Regions from separate parts of the Mus musculus genome. Here region 1 is linked to region 2. A link is a contact called in public ChIA-PET data. All regions are on one chromosome and are shown on one strand. Each heading gives the region's core, a stretch centred on a gene start, on an enhancer-like site or on the middle of the called end of the contact. The rest is flanking DNA. Distances are from core to core; before and after follow the strand shown. Region 1 overlaps Pawr (PRKC, apoptosis, WT1, regulator). Region 2 has its middle 19 kb from the start of Pawr.

Region 1 (7,359 bases), core at 3,043-5,542, 82 kb after region 2:
TTTGTTTGCTTGGCGGTGTGCCCTGTTAAGTGCAAGCACGGCTGCTCTCCGTAGCTCCCAGGCAGGCACTGTTCTGCCTCTCTGCAGGTTGTAGTTGTGTAGTGACACGCATGCACAGCTGACGTCTTATATTTTGCTTTACAGGACCCGTCGAGAACAGTTCCAGGCAGATACAAAAGGTAAGAATCTTTGTGTTGTAACTTGCAGGCTCGAGAATAGTGCCTGTCTCAATCGGACTTTAACTAACTAGAGCTGTTTCAAGTAATTTGTCAAAAGCAACAAACCTTAATACTGCATTCTTAAAAAGAAATTCCTCGCTGGGCAGTGGTGGCGCACGCCTTTGATCCCAGCACTTGGGAGGCAGAGGCAGGTGGATTTCTGAGTTCGAGGCCAGCCTGGTCTACAAAGTGAGTTCCAGGACAGCTAGGGCTATACAGAGAAACCCTGTCTTGAAACATCCCCCCCCCCCCAAAAAAAAAAAAAAAGAAAAAAAGAAAAAAAAATTCCTGGGCCTGGAGAGATGGCTCAGCAGTTAGCAGCACTGGCTGCTTTTCCAGATGTCCTGAGTTCAGTTCCCACCCTGCTGGCTCACAACTGTCTCTGACTCTAGTCCCATTTGACTGTATGTGCGTGGGATCTTGTGGTGTACATGCATGCAGACAGAACATCCATATGTGTAAAATGCATACTTAAATAGATTTTAAAAAATACTTTAAAAAATAGAAATGAAAGAAAAGAGAAAGAAATTCCCTCGTAGACAGAGTTGTGGCATCTGTCAGCCACAATCTTGTTTCTGACCTATTCCGGACGCGTAGTTACACACTGACAATACAAGGCCACCAAATGGAATGACAGAATGCCATTAACTAGAAGTTTGTAGAGGCCTGAAGTGGATGACTAGAACCAGCTTGTCCGAGGCAGGGGTGGGGATGGAAAAGCGGAGCTGGAGGTGGCGTTGGCGAGGTGGCATTGGCAGTGGTAGTGATGATACGTGCTGGGGACCTATTTAATAGGTCTAAGACAGTCACTAATAGGGATTCTGAGCTTTAATATAAAGCGAGCACAAGTAAAATGTGATATTTTTTAAATTTTTTTATTTTTTAATTTTTTGGTGGGATCTATGATAAGGGGAGGACCTATGTGGAGGAGCGGAACACCTACACGTATCATTCTGACCCATAGAAAGCACTGTGTTTGCTGGAGCTTGTATGTGTCTGTCTTTATGTGTGTGAGATGAAACACACTTCTTTAATCTAGCACTGAGTAGCTTCTATGTACCATGAGTAAATGAACCCAAACAGAACGACGTTTCTTTTGTCAGACCGAATTAGCTTTGACTTGACTTTTTGTTTTTGTTTGTTGTTTTTGTTTGTTGTTGTTTCCAGGCAGGGTTTCTTTTTGTAGCCCAGGATGTCCTGGAACTGTAGACCAGGCTTGCCTTGAACTCACAAAGATCTGCCTGCCTCTGCCTCCCAAGTTCTAGGATTAAAGTGGAGAGACACCATAGCCCTGTGACATATTTTCAAATAAAAAAGAGAAGTTATTGTTTGGAAAACAAAGATAAAATGTGATAATCTATCAACCGTGTTACACAAACTTAAATCTAGTCAAAATTTAAATTATAAGCAGCATTTTTATATTTGTGGTTTTGAATTGAAATAAATGACAGAATACTTAGGGTTTGTTGGTTTAGTTTAATTTAGTTCTAGGTGGTTTTTGTTTTGTTTTTGTTTGTTTGTTTTGATATTGTTGTTGTTTTGAAATTAGTTTTTACCGGGGGTGGCAGTGGAGGCTAGAGAGATGGCCCAGCAGTTTAGAGTGGGGCTTGCTTTTGCAGAGGGTTAGAGTTTGATTCTTAACACCACATCAGGCAGCTCTCAACTGCTTGTGGCGCCATCACCCTCCATGGCACTGCACTTATGCTGTGCACACACAAAACGCACATCCACACACACAACAGTAACAAAAATAAAGAGTTCTCCCCAAAGCTGTTACAAAGTTGCCATTTTGTCCAATTAGTAAGAAGTTGTTTTCCGGGGGCTGGTGAGATGGCTCAGTGGGTAAGAGCACCCGACTACTCTTCCAAAGGTCCGGAGTTCAAATCCCAGCAACCACATGGTGGCTCACAACCATCCATAACGAGATCTGACTCCCTCTTCTGGAGTGTCTGAAGACAGCTACAGTGTACTTACATATAATAAATAAATAAATCTTAAAAAAAAAAAAAAAACTTTAAAAAAAAAAAAAAAAAAAAGAAGTTGTTTTCCATGATGTGTTTTTTTTTATTTTTTATTTATTCTCAAAGATTTATTTATTTATTTCATGCATATGAGTACACCACCATAGCTCTCTTCGGACACACCAGAAGAGGGTACCAGACCCTATTGCAGATGGTTATGAGCCATGCTGTGGTTGCTGGGGATTGAACTCAGGACCTCTGGAAGAACAGTCGGTACTCTTAACCGCTGAGCTATCTTTCCAGCATGTGTTTTTTTATTTTTAAGGTCTAAAAACCATTATTTTCTTTGTGATACATTCATCTGCATACACTTTTATTTTTGTAGCCTAAAGCAGGAGACACGTTACTTTTCAGCTTTCAAGATTTAGCCCTGTTTATTATTCCCAAGCATACTTTTAAATAGCCAAAGCATCTGAGAGGACCAAGGAAATGGCGAGTTTGAGGCTAGCCTGAGCTAATAGGGAGACCCTGCTTAAATGAGTAAATACTGAAACTTAAATTTGTAATAGTACTTTTATTGAGTTGTAATGAGTCGATTTTAATGTAGTCTAAGAAGCTCTGTACAGAGCCCAGACTCATATCTGAAATTATCCATTCTTTATCTCCCGGGGTTATCTTACATAGTCTGTCAACAGTTCATTACTCTCCCTAGTCTGTCAGCAAGTTGTAGCAGTGATCAGAGACCTGGTGTTTCTTGACGAGGGTGTCTCTTGACAAATGGGGATGACAGAGATGAGGAATGGCCTAAGAGATAAAACACTGGTATCACACGTCAGACACAGCTTTCCATAAACTAAATGACTTGTAGAGACACACAGATGGCAATAACTCTGAAAAGTCTCTAGGGGTTTCAAGTCTCTGGCCCTGTGGGCACTTCTCTCTCACTAATTACAAATGTCAAGAATGCTGAGTTTTAGCTCGGTGAAGCACCAAGCGGGCACTGCGGTGCTTTACAGTGCAGGGGACCCTTGTTCCTCTAGGAAGTCCCACACATACTATTCTTGATTTTTAATTTCATCCGTTTGGAGATGAGCTCCGTGACGTTTCTGATACTCCGTTTAGGAAAGATGGATCAACGGCAGGCGTTTGGGGTTTTCTTTTCCCAGTGTGTAATTCTGTCAGTAGAATGCTTCCTTGGTGAGGTTTCCAGTACATTGGTTAAACTTTGAAGAAAGAGAGACTAAGTCCGGAAGGATGTGGTGAGGGTGGGAGAGTTGGCTACCCTTCCACCTTTATTTGGGTACCAAGGATTAAAGTCGGGTGGCCAGGTGCAGGCAGAGTCACAGCCTGGACTGCTTTGCACGACGATTTTCCTCCCACCTCACTATGGAATGCGGAGATGATACCCCACTTGCAGCCGTGTATGGTGAGAGGGTTTAACCACTGAGCCATCCTGTAGGGCCTCTTTTCTGCCTTTTAAAGCAGTGTGTGTTTCTTCATGAAAATGTGACACGTACAGAAAATTGGTATTAATAAAACGCAATCCTATCATCTAAACCAAACGTGACTGCTATCATTTTTTATCGCTGATTCATTTTATAAATGGCTTTTTATCTCGTACAGACAGCAGTAGATGTACAGTTAGTTCCGTATCTAGTTCCATATCCCCTCAGCTCCTCACTGTAACGTGGGTGTCTGCAACTTAACTTTCAGTCCGATAAACTAGGGCTGCCCTCAGCCGCGTCATCTGTGTTTCTTCAACACACCCAGCACAGGAGTACACAGGAGTACACACTACCTCTGGTTCGGGAAGCCACGGTTGCTTTTTAACTTGAGGAAAGCATGTCCATGGTTCTTTTTCTTAAAGGCCAACATTCTCTTTAGAGTCAGCCTCCTCTGGTGTACGTTAAAGCCTGCTGCGGAGATCCATTCTTATTGATGCGTTAGGGGACAAACTAACCCTTCCTCAGAATTGACATGCTATGTGCATATAGAATGGCGCCCACTTTCCCTTACGTGGGAACATAGAGCGCACAGCCAGGTGTATGCTGCCCACGTCTGTCAGCCAGCTCAGTGTTAGTGGCAGCCTGCTTTCCCTGTGGGTGGCGTAACTTCCACTTCTCCTCCACTTCCCTCCTCCTCCTCACACCCCACGGTGAATCATGAGCTACGTGTAGTTCTTGTGACGCCCGCTTCCGTAAACACCCGTCACTGTTCTATAATAAAATGCCATATTGATGTTTTTCTTGAGTCTTTAGCATATTTAGCCCTGTGGTAATGTTTCTCTTCCGTTCTTTTCCCCACCTTTAAATGTGTCCCTGGAAGTAGTTTTTGAGATCACGTCCTGGGCTCCATTTTCTCTATAATCCTTCTGTTGGTGCTGAGTGGTTTTGCATCGTACGCTGGTTGCCACAGGCACACACTGCAGTCCAGAAGGCTTACCTCCGGGCACATGCCTTAATAAACTACGCCTATGCCTTTGTTTGTGTGGGAAGACTTCTCTTATCTAGAATAAATGTGTTTGATTTGAGATACTCTGAACAAACCCTTTTTTTTTAGGTTTAAAATTTTTATTTTGTGTACGCCTGTGCATGCCCACCACCATATGCACAGCTGGTGCCCGCAAAGGTCAGGAGAGGTCTGTGTGACTGGCCCCAAAGAACTGGACTTAGATGGTTGTGAGCCGCCATACGAATGCCAGGAACCAAATCTGGGTCCTCTACAAGAGCAACAGGCGCTCTTAACCACTGAGCCAGTCGCCCTGCCCTGGGACAAATACTCTTTTTTTTTTAATAAATTATTTTCTACTATAGTTTTTTAGGATTGTAGGCTGGGGGTGAGTTCCCATTCAAACCTGTTTAGTTGGAAGAATCTGATAGATACCCAAAATGAGAGCTACTCATACGTCTTCCATTTCTTTCTTTTTTTTTTTAAAGATATTTTCTTCATTTACATTTCAAATACTATCCTGAAAATCCCCTACACTTTTCCCCCACCCTGCTCCCCAACCCACCCACTCCAGCTTCCTGGCCCTGGCATTCCTCTGTACTGGGGCATATAATCTTTGCAAGACCAAGGGGCCTCTCCTCCCAATGATGGCCAACCAGGCCATCTTCTGCTACATATGCAGCTAGAGACATGAGCTCCGGGGGTACTGGTTAGTTCATATTGTTGTTCCACCTATAGGGTTGCAGACCCCTTCAGCTCCTTGGGTACTTTCTCTAGCTCCTCCATTGGGTGCCCTGTGTTGCATCCAATAGATGAATGTGAGCATCCACTTCTGTGTTTGCCAGGCACTGACATAGCCTCACAAGAGACGGCTATATCAGGGTCCTGTCAGCAAAATCTTGCTAGTGTATGCAATGGTGTCTGCGTTTGGTGACTGTTTATGGGATGGATCCCTGGGTGGGGCAGTCACTGGATGGTCCTTCCTTCTGTCTCAACTCCAAACTTTGTCTCTGTAACTCACTCCATGGGTATTTTGTTCCCCATTCTAAGGAAGAACGAAGTATCCACACTTTGGACTTCCTTCTTCTTGAGTTTCATGTGTTTTGCAGATTGTATCTTGGGTATTCTAAATTTCTGGGGTAATATCCACTTAGTAGTGAGTGTATATCATGTGAATTCTTTTCTTTTTCTTTTTCTTTTTCTTCTTCTTTTTTTTTTTTTTTTTTTGTTTTTTGTTTTTTTGAGACAGGGTTTCTCTGTGTAGCCCTGGCTGTCCTGGAACTCACTCTGTAGACCAGGCTGGTCTCAAACTCAGAAATCCGCCTGCCTCTGCCTCCCGAGTGCTGGGATTAAAGGCGTGCGCCACCACACCCGGCTGTGAATTCTTTTCTGATTGGGTTACCTCACTCAGGATGATATCCTCCAGATCCATCCATTTGCTTAAGAATTTCATAAATTTATTGTTTTTAATAGCTGAGTTGTACTCCATTGTGTAAATGTACCACATTTTCTGTATCCATTCCTCTGTTGAGGGACATCTGGGCCATCCAGTGGAAAAAAGACAGCATTTTCAACAAATGGTGCTGGCTCAACTGGTGATTATCATATAGAAGAATGCATATTGATCATTCTTATCTCCTGTACAAAGCTCAAGTCTAAGTGGATCAAGAAGCTCCACATAAAACCAGAGACACTGAAACTTACAGAGGAGAAAGTGGGGAAAAACCTCGAAGATATGGGCACAGAGGAAAAGTTCCTGAACAGAACAGCAATGGCTTGTGCTGTAAGATCGAGAATTGACAAATGGGACCTCATAAAATTGCAAAGCTTCTGTAAGGCAAAAGACACAGTCAATGAGACAAAAAGGCCACCAATAGATTGGGAAAGGATCTTTACCTATCCTAAATCTGATAGGGGACGAATATCCAATATATACAAAGAACTCAAGAAGGTGGACTCCAGAAAATCAAATAACCCCACTAAAAATGGGGTACAGAGCTAAACAAAGAATTCTCCCCTGAGGAATACCGAATGGCTGAGAAGCACCTGAAAAAATGTTCAACATCCTTAATCATCAGGGAAATGCAAATCAAAACAACCCTGAGATTCCACCTCACACCAGTCAGAATGGCTAAGATCAAAAATTCAGGTGACAGCAGATGCTGGCGAGGATGTGGAGAAAGAGGAACACTCTCCATTGTTGGTGGGATTGCAAGCTTGTATAACCACTCTGGAAGTCAGTCTGGAGGTTCCTCAGAAAATTGGCCAAATACTCTGAAATGAACTGAAATGTATACATTTCAGAGTATAGGAGAGATGCAGGGATAAGTCCATCTTAGTGACTAAGAAAACCTTGGAATGAAAAAACATGAGATGGAAAGACAGCCAGTCCTTTGAGATGGGGCTGTGGTCTTTTAGAGAAAAGCGATAAGACAAAAAGGTCCTCCCTGTAGGAGCTGGAGAGATGGCTCAGTGGTTAAGAGCACCGACTGCTCTTCCAGAGGCCCTGGGCTCAATTCTCAGCACCCAAGTGTCTGTAAGTGCAGTTCCAGGGGATCCATCACCCTCACAGACAGAGAAGCAGGTAAAAACAGCCGTACACATAAAATAAAAATAAAGTGTTAAAAGTCTTCCCTGTTGTCTTACAGTGAGTGTGCATCCCAGTTTTAGTAAAGAGCCTGGTACTGGTTTTGAATTTTGATTGTGTGTGCTTGTATTGAAAGGCAGGGGAA
Region 2 (6,943 bases), core at 3,750-6,249:
GGCAGGAAGCATGGCAACATGTAGGCAGGCATGGTACTGGGGGAGCGGAGAGTTCTACATCTTGTTCTGAAGTCAAAGAGGAGAAAGCTGAATCTCTCTCTCAGGCAGCTAGGAGGAGGGTCTCAAAGTCCACCCCACAGTGACACACTTCCTTCAGCAGTGTCACACCTACTGCAACAAGGACACACCTCCTAATAGTGCCACTCTCTGGGCCAAGCATATTCAAATCACCACACCCTCCAAGTCCACCCACTTCCATGACTATTGACAGGGCCTTCCCAGTGCAGGTCCATTGTAAGTAACCAGTTATCAGTTCATGGTTGCAATGGTTTCATCAAGGCTAGAAGACAATGTTTCACAGCCTTTCACCCTATCTTCCAACTCTTACATGAGTCTTTTTTTTTAATAAAAAGATTTACTTATTTTATGTATATGAGCACACTGTTGCTCTCTTCAGCCACACCAGAATAGGGCATCAGATCCCATTACAGATGGTTGTGAGCCACCATGTGGTTGCTGGGAATTGAACTCAGGACCTCTAGGAAGAGCAGTCAGTGCTCTTAACCACTGAGCCATCTCTCCTGTACTCTTACATGTGTCTTACTCCCTCTTTTGCAACGTTCCCTCAGCCTTAGAGGTGGTGCTGTAAACATCTTGTTTATGGCTAAGTATTAGCCTCTCACTGATTCTTAGCACCTTACACGCCCCTGAGTCCGTAACAAAACTCTTCTCTGCATGAAGCTGAGAATAGCGCTGGTCTAAACATACATATGGGACTAAACATACATATTTAGAAAGTACTTGACAGCATACATATTTACAAAACAGTTTTGTGTTGTAACAATTTAGCTACCCAATATGGGTCTCTAACCTCCTCAGTGTCAGGCACAGGTTCCCTTCCATGGAATAAGCCTCACACCCAGAGGTGGTTATCCCCATAACAATTATGGCACAACTGTATACGTTTGTTTTTCTGGTAGCTTGCTTTTTCTTTTTGTGGTTCACAGAGTTCACAGATAGGTAAGACCCACGATATCTTTTACCCTCCAGGAGCCTACACGGCACCCTCTATGACTTTGACTGCTAGCCAACGGGAAGTTTCCAGCTCAGTCCCAGGTGACATTCTCTGCAACTTGCAACCTGCATGTTATCGTCAGTAAAAGGATATTATTCTCTAACTCTGGTGGACAGCTAAGAGCCTGTATTCTTTTGGGAGCTATCTGGGGCTACCCTAACCAACTCCTCCAGAGATATCCCACACCTAGGTCTTGAAGTTTTGTCTATTAACACACTGCTTCTGGGATCAGCATTATCTAGCCATGCAGTGTTACTCTCTTCAACCTCTGTTTTGTAATAGAGCACTCATGGACACCAGGAGATTAGAAAGGGCCATCATGGTAGGGAGAGCAAATAGTAGAACATAGTAAAAAGGAAAATAAAGAAGATGTATACTATGGAGGGAAAAGTTTAAACAGGGGAGGAAGCAGAAGGACTGTAGTGATGGGGGTGTGTAGGACTACTATGGACCCAACCCTGATTTCTAAAATTTTTTTTTTAATATGGAAGATGACTTACTCATCCATGAAGCTATCCTGGCTAGAATAAATATGAATTTTCAAAATAAAAGAAGGTATGAGAGTTTCATGGGGTTGGAGAGAGCAGCCTCTTGTAACCCCTGGGATTCTGACTAGATACAAAGAGATATCAATACACATTTCATTGATTTTAGGTAGATCTTTTTCATGGTTTGAATACATGCCCAAACCTGAGTGCATAGTGTGTTTGATGGTTTGTCTCCTTTGCTGCTGGTATTGATATTTTATTTTCTTTCTCTGTAGGCACATCATTCACATATGAAATACCTTTTGTATAGCATAATTTGGGGGAGATTGAACAATTTTCTTTTGTTTTTTGTTTTTCTTTCTCACCCTGGTCCTGCTCACTCTGGCTCAAAGATTGATTGATTGATTGATTGATTGATTGATTATATGTAAGTACACTGTAGCTGTCTTCAGACACACCAGAAGAGGGCATCAGATCCCATTACAGATGGTCGTGAGCCACCATGTGGTTGCTGGGATTTGAACTCAGGACCTTTGGAAGAGCAATCAGTGCTCTTAACCACTGAGCCATCTCTCCAGCCCAAGATGAACAATTTTCCAGGAAGAAAATCAAATCAGATTTAGACAAAGATGGAGAAAGCCATCAACTGTGTGTTTGGGGGGTGGATTTCATTGTTGCCATTTGTTTTATGTTGGGGGTTGAAGGCCAGGCCTTGTGTTTGCCCAACTGTGCTTTACCACAGAGATGCTTCAGCCCGGGCTGTGCATATTAAGCAGAATTTCTCAGGTATTTGCATGCATATGAAAGTCTGAGAGATATGGATCAAGGGTTTCACAACTCCGAGAGTTAGGAAATCCACTCGGCATGGCACTGCTGTCAGTTTTTAAGTGAGTATGGTGGAGCAGGAAAGGAGAGAATTGATTAATAACAGAAATCGTATAATATTATAATGTAAATATTATAAAATTAGGGTAAGCATTATTTACATTGGTGTTAAATAACTTGTTTATTAACTGCATATCGTGGTCAAAATATTTGACCCCTCTGACCCCTCTATGGAGTAGCTGAAACTGGAGATAAGGGTCGCCCTCTGGAGGATGGTGATTCTGAATCTGATGATAAAGTCCTTCTTCTGAAATTTTAGTGCGATGCATACCATGAGATGTGAATTTGGAAGAAAACCTAGAGAGAGCAGAGGGAGGAGGAGTAGGTCTGACCTGGCAGATCGTTGAGTCTGCTGCTGCAGTGGACTTGGATGTGGTCCTTTAAGCTGAGCCCCGTAACTGCTGCCGTGGCTTCCTTTCTCCCTCGCTTTCCCATTTCCTTTTACTAAATCTTCACCACTGACAGACACTGAATATAAAGCTCTCCCCGGCAACCAGCAAGAACCCAGAACACTGGTCATTGCCTTGTAAAGTGGGAGAAAACAGCCTCTGCTGGCTTCTAGATGGCTACAGGCACACACACACACACACATACACACACACAGAGACACACATATACACATATACACACACTCACTCACACAAACACACAGACATACACATGCACATACAAACACACATACACATGCACACATACAGATACACAGAGACACACAGACACACAGACAAACAAACACAGACTCAATTCAAACACACACACACACACACACACACACACAGAGACAGGCACTCACAGAGACACTCACACAGACACACACATGTGCACACACATGCACACACACACATACACACACACAGATATATGCATACACACACACACACACCCCAAAACAAAACCTTGGACTCCATGTTTCATTATGAGACCCACTGCCTCATGAAGTCTAGAACATGGAAGTCATATTTCTTTAAGCACAGTGGGCCTTCCCACTGGGCTAGATTTTATTTCTAAAATGACCGTGGAACCAAGTAGTATTTGCAGCAGCAGGGTGGCAAGCCTAACAGGTAAAATAGTTTAGCGATGGACCTCCAGAACTATCAAGTGCTTGATCCCCCACCCCCAAGATGGATTCAGACTGTTAATGCAAAACAGAAACAAGAGACTAGGGGTAGGGGGCATCAGGGGACGATGGCTCACTCCAGTAAAGTACTGGCCACACAAGTATAAGGCCCTGGGGTCAGATCCTATGCACACAAGCAAAAGCTAAATGTAGAGATGCACACTCAGAATCGCAGCATTGGGAAAGTGACTGGAGGCTCCCTGGGGATCATTGACCAGGCTAGTCACACTAGCCAGCTCCTGGTTCTGTGATTACAGTGAGCAGAAGCAAGGGGCCATCAGAAGTTGGTTCTGGCCTCCTTACAGGCACATTCACGTGCACCCACACACACGTGGACATAGGCAAACCTCTCTCTCTCTCTCTCTCTCTCACACACACACACACACACACACACACACACACACACACACACACACACCTATACACCAAAATAATAACACTAATATGCCAGTCAAGACAATGCTTGACACCTGCTTGCCATTGATTATAGAAGTCCTATGTTAGGTAAGTCCTGTGTTCCTCCAGCTTTTTCCACTCAAGGGAGAACTTAGGTGCTTTCCTTAAGTGAATATTAATGACCAGCTATGTGATGTGCCACTCATAAAACTCTACTGTGTTTTGTCATCTTATTTCTTAATGGTGTTGAAGTTTCCCTAAATCATTGAAGATGTTAAGAAAGAAAGCAAATATGAATGCTTTTTTTTTGTTTTAAGGGGAAATGTCAGGTGTTGAGAAATATTTCTTCTTAGTCAAGACATCAATAATTGAAACCTACAAATTTAGCTTCAGAGATAGTAGGTAAGGCAAAACTCTAAACTGGGGTCTTCTCTCAGTTTGTTCATTTATTGTCTATTATTAAGTGTTGGCCAATCGAATTGAGGACTCACTATCATTTGTGTTCATAGAATGAAAGCCCCTTTTCTTTGGGATGGGTCATATACAATGAATACCTAAAGTGCTGGAGACTCAAACTAGAGGCATTGTTCTGAATAGTCTTTTCCAGCCGATGATGCTTCTCTGTGTCGTCTGCTGTCACGTGTAGCGCATATAATGTCACATGCATTCAGTTCTTTACCCCTCCACTGAGACTTCAAAGAAGAGTCAGAGGCCCAAACATCCGAAAGTCAGCAATTTGGGGCATTAGAAATGTCCTTAGCTCAGCATGTGTGCTGTTAATAAATAACAGGTTTAGAAGCTCGCTTTGCCTTTGCAATGTTTTAAAAGGGAGGGAAAAAAATTAAATTGCAGAGGATTGAATACATTTTAACCACAATGGTTGATAGGGTTTCAGTATAAATCCAATTTTTTAGCAATTTATAAACATGATATTTTGGTAGTAATAGGGCATTTTGAAACTATCCACATTCATGAACTTTAAAAAAAAAAAAAAAAAAAAAAAAAGATGTGTGTGCCAGACTGACTAAAACCATCATTTATTTACTCTGCAGACGCTGCAACATTTCACTGATAGAAAACCACACGGGGCACGCTAACTACCTAACAATCACTCACTCAACAGATTGTTTTAACATCTATTATTTTTAAGGCATTTGTGGGGATGAAAATGAAAGTCTTTGCACAATTTCAGGGCCATTTTTCTCGACAGGGAATTTTGAGTCTGGGCCGGTTAAGGACTGATAAGCTAGTGTGCGGCTGGGTAGCATGGTATCAAATCCCTTCCTATGCTTGGCGGTTGAAAATTATATCACCAATGGGTGTCCATCAGTGAGCTGTTTTGGAGCGATAAAGTGAACTTTTTATCAGTGAAATTCCCTTGACACCATATGATGCTTGTCCACGTATTTCATGGTTTACCGATAGTCTTCTTTGTACCCCTCTCTTGGAATGTAAGCTCTGTGCAAGCAGACATGTTGTGGATTTCATCCAGTGTTCCATCGTTAGTGCCGGTGAGTATCCGGCATGTGTTTGTGCTACACAGGAGCGTATCAGATGAATACAGAATGTATCTAGATGAAAGAGCTCCAAAAATCTACATTAAAGTGAAGGAAAGAAGGTCCAGTGGCAATCTATCCTTCGTGTACAAATGGATGCGTACCGTGCATAAACACACACATGAAGTCTGAGCGCACGCATGTGGGGCCGTCCAGAGACTCGCTGAGAGAACACCCAGGAAAGTGGTCCACAGGTTGTCTCACGTGAGGCAACACAACAACATACCTGGCCATCAGGAGTGGAATTCCCTCACCCCCACTTTCTCCCTGTAGCTTTGAATATTAGACCCTATAAAACATTAAAAAAAAAAACACATGAAAAACTAACTTTAAAACCTTCTGTCTTAAGAGGCTGGAGGGAGGGCTCAACAGTTAAGAGCACTGGCTGCTCTTCCAGAGGACCTAGGTTCAATTCCCAGCACCCACATGGCACTCGCTACTCTTTGTATCACCAGCTCCGGGTGATTCGACATTCTTACACAGACATACAAGCAGGCAAAACACCAATGCACTTAAAAGAAAAATAAATCACTTTTTAAAAGTTGGTGGCGCACACCTTTAATCCCCACACTTGGGAGGCAGAGGCAAGTGAGTTCAAGGCCAGTCTAGGGGTCGGAGAATGGCTCAGCGGTTAAGAGCATTGACTGCTGTTCCAGAAGTCCTGAGTTCAATTCCCAGCAACCACATGGTGGCTCCCAACCATCTGTAATGGGAACAGATGCCCCCTTCTGGTGTGTGTGAAGACAGCTACAGTGTGCGCACATATATAAAATAAATAAATTAAAAAAAAAAAAAAGGTCAGAGTGAGACCAGGAAAGGAGGAGGAGGAGGAGGAGGAGGAGGAGGAGGAGGAGGAGGAGGAGGAGAAACAAAACCCACCACCAACAAACAAACAAAGCAAAAACAAAACAAATCTGGTTTAGAGAATGAATTGAAGACTACAGAAGCTTCTGAGGCAGAATTAATTGGCAGAAAAAGCCCAAGAAGTAAACCATCAGAGTTGAACATTTTAGGGAGGGGATAAAATTCTTTCACACCTTGCCCCGGAGCCCGGGAGCTTGTGACCTCACCACATCCTCAATGCCAGGTTCTAAAGGGCTCCACTGTCCCCTTTCTCTACTCCGTGCCAGTCGAGTCTACTTGAAGAGTCTCTTCATTCCTGGTGAATCTTGTCTTTCCTTGTTCCGAGCTCCCACCTGCAGTGAGTTCTTACTTCATTCCAGAGCTGGGTACTACCCTGTCTTTCAACTTAGATTTTTCTCTAGCCACAACTGCAGTGCTCTGTGAAGGTGGGGCCGTCACTTCTGTCTACTCACCTACAGCAACGTGGCTTGATTGGGAATTCTGAGGACAGTGTTTTGAGCGGAGAGACCTGGCTATGGGTTTTAACAGATCAAACCAAATCAAAGTGGCACCAGATCCCAAA

Evidence for each region. ChIA-PET counts read pairs in DNA pulled down with a chosen protein or histone mark.
Region 1: an SMC1A ChIA-PET map of the G1E-ER4 cell line shows a contact between it and region 2, with 9 read pairs. The contact joins two enhancer-like sites. A contact is called at or near these places in 2 of 15 datasets of contacts at CTCF or cohesin (CD8 T cells and the G1E-ER4 cell line), 2 of 484 Hi-C or Micro-C datasets (Sertoli cells and nephron progenitors) and 3 of 115 datasets of contacts at active chromatin or transcription factors (embryonic stem cells and stem cell-derived neural progenitor cells).

What each region holds. Positions count from the first base shown.
Region 1 is chr10:108,391,554-108,398,912 of GRCm38.p6, forward strand. Pawr (PRKC, apoptosis, WT1, regulator) reads left to right here. Exons shown (of 7, transcript NM_054056.2): 4 at 145-179. Among named protein-coding and RNA genes, the nearest start is that of Gm36283, 22 kb to the right of the region's middle. Within about 2 kb of position 4,293, at least 4 of the 459 cell types and tissues checked have an H3K27ac peak or open chromatin away from gene starts, as enhancers often do. A contact at or near this core is called in the G1E-ER4 cell line, where this site is marked.
Region 2 is chr10:108,309,327-108,316,269 of GRCm38.p6, forward strand. No RefSeq gene overlaps it. Among named protein-coding and RNA genes, the nearest start is that of Pawr, 19 kb to the right of the region's middle. Within about 2 kb of position 5,000, at least 4 of the 459 cell types and tissues checked have an H3K27ac peak or open chromatin away from gene starts, as enhancers often do. A contact at or near this core is called in the G1E-ER4 cell line, where this site is marked.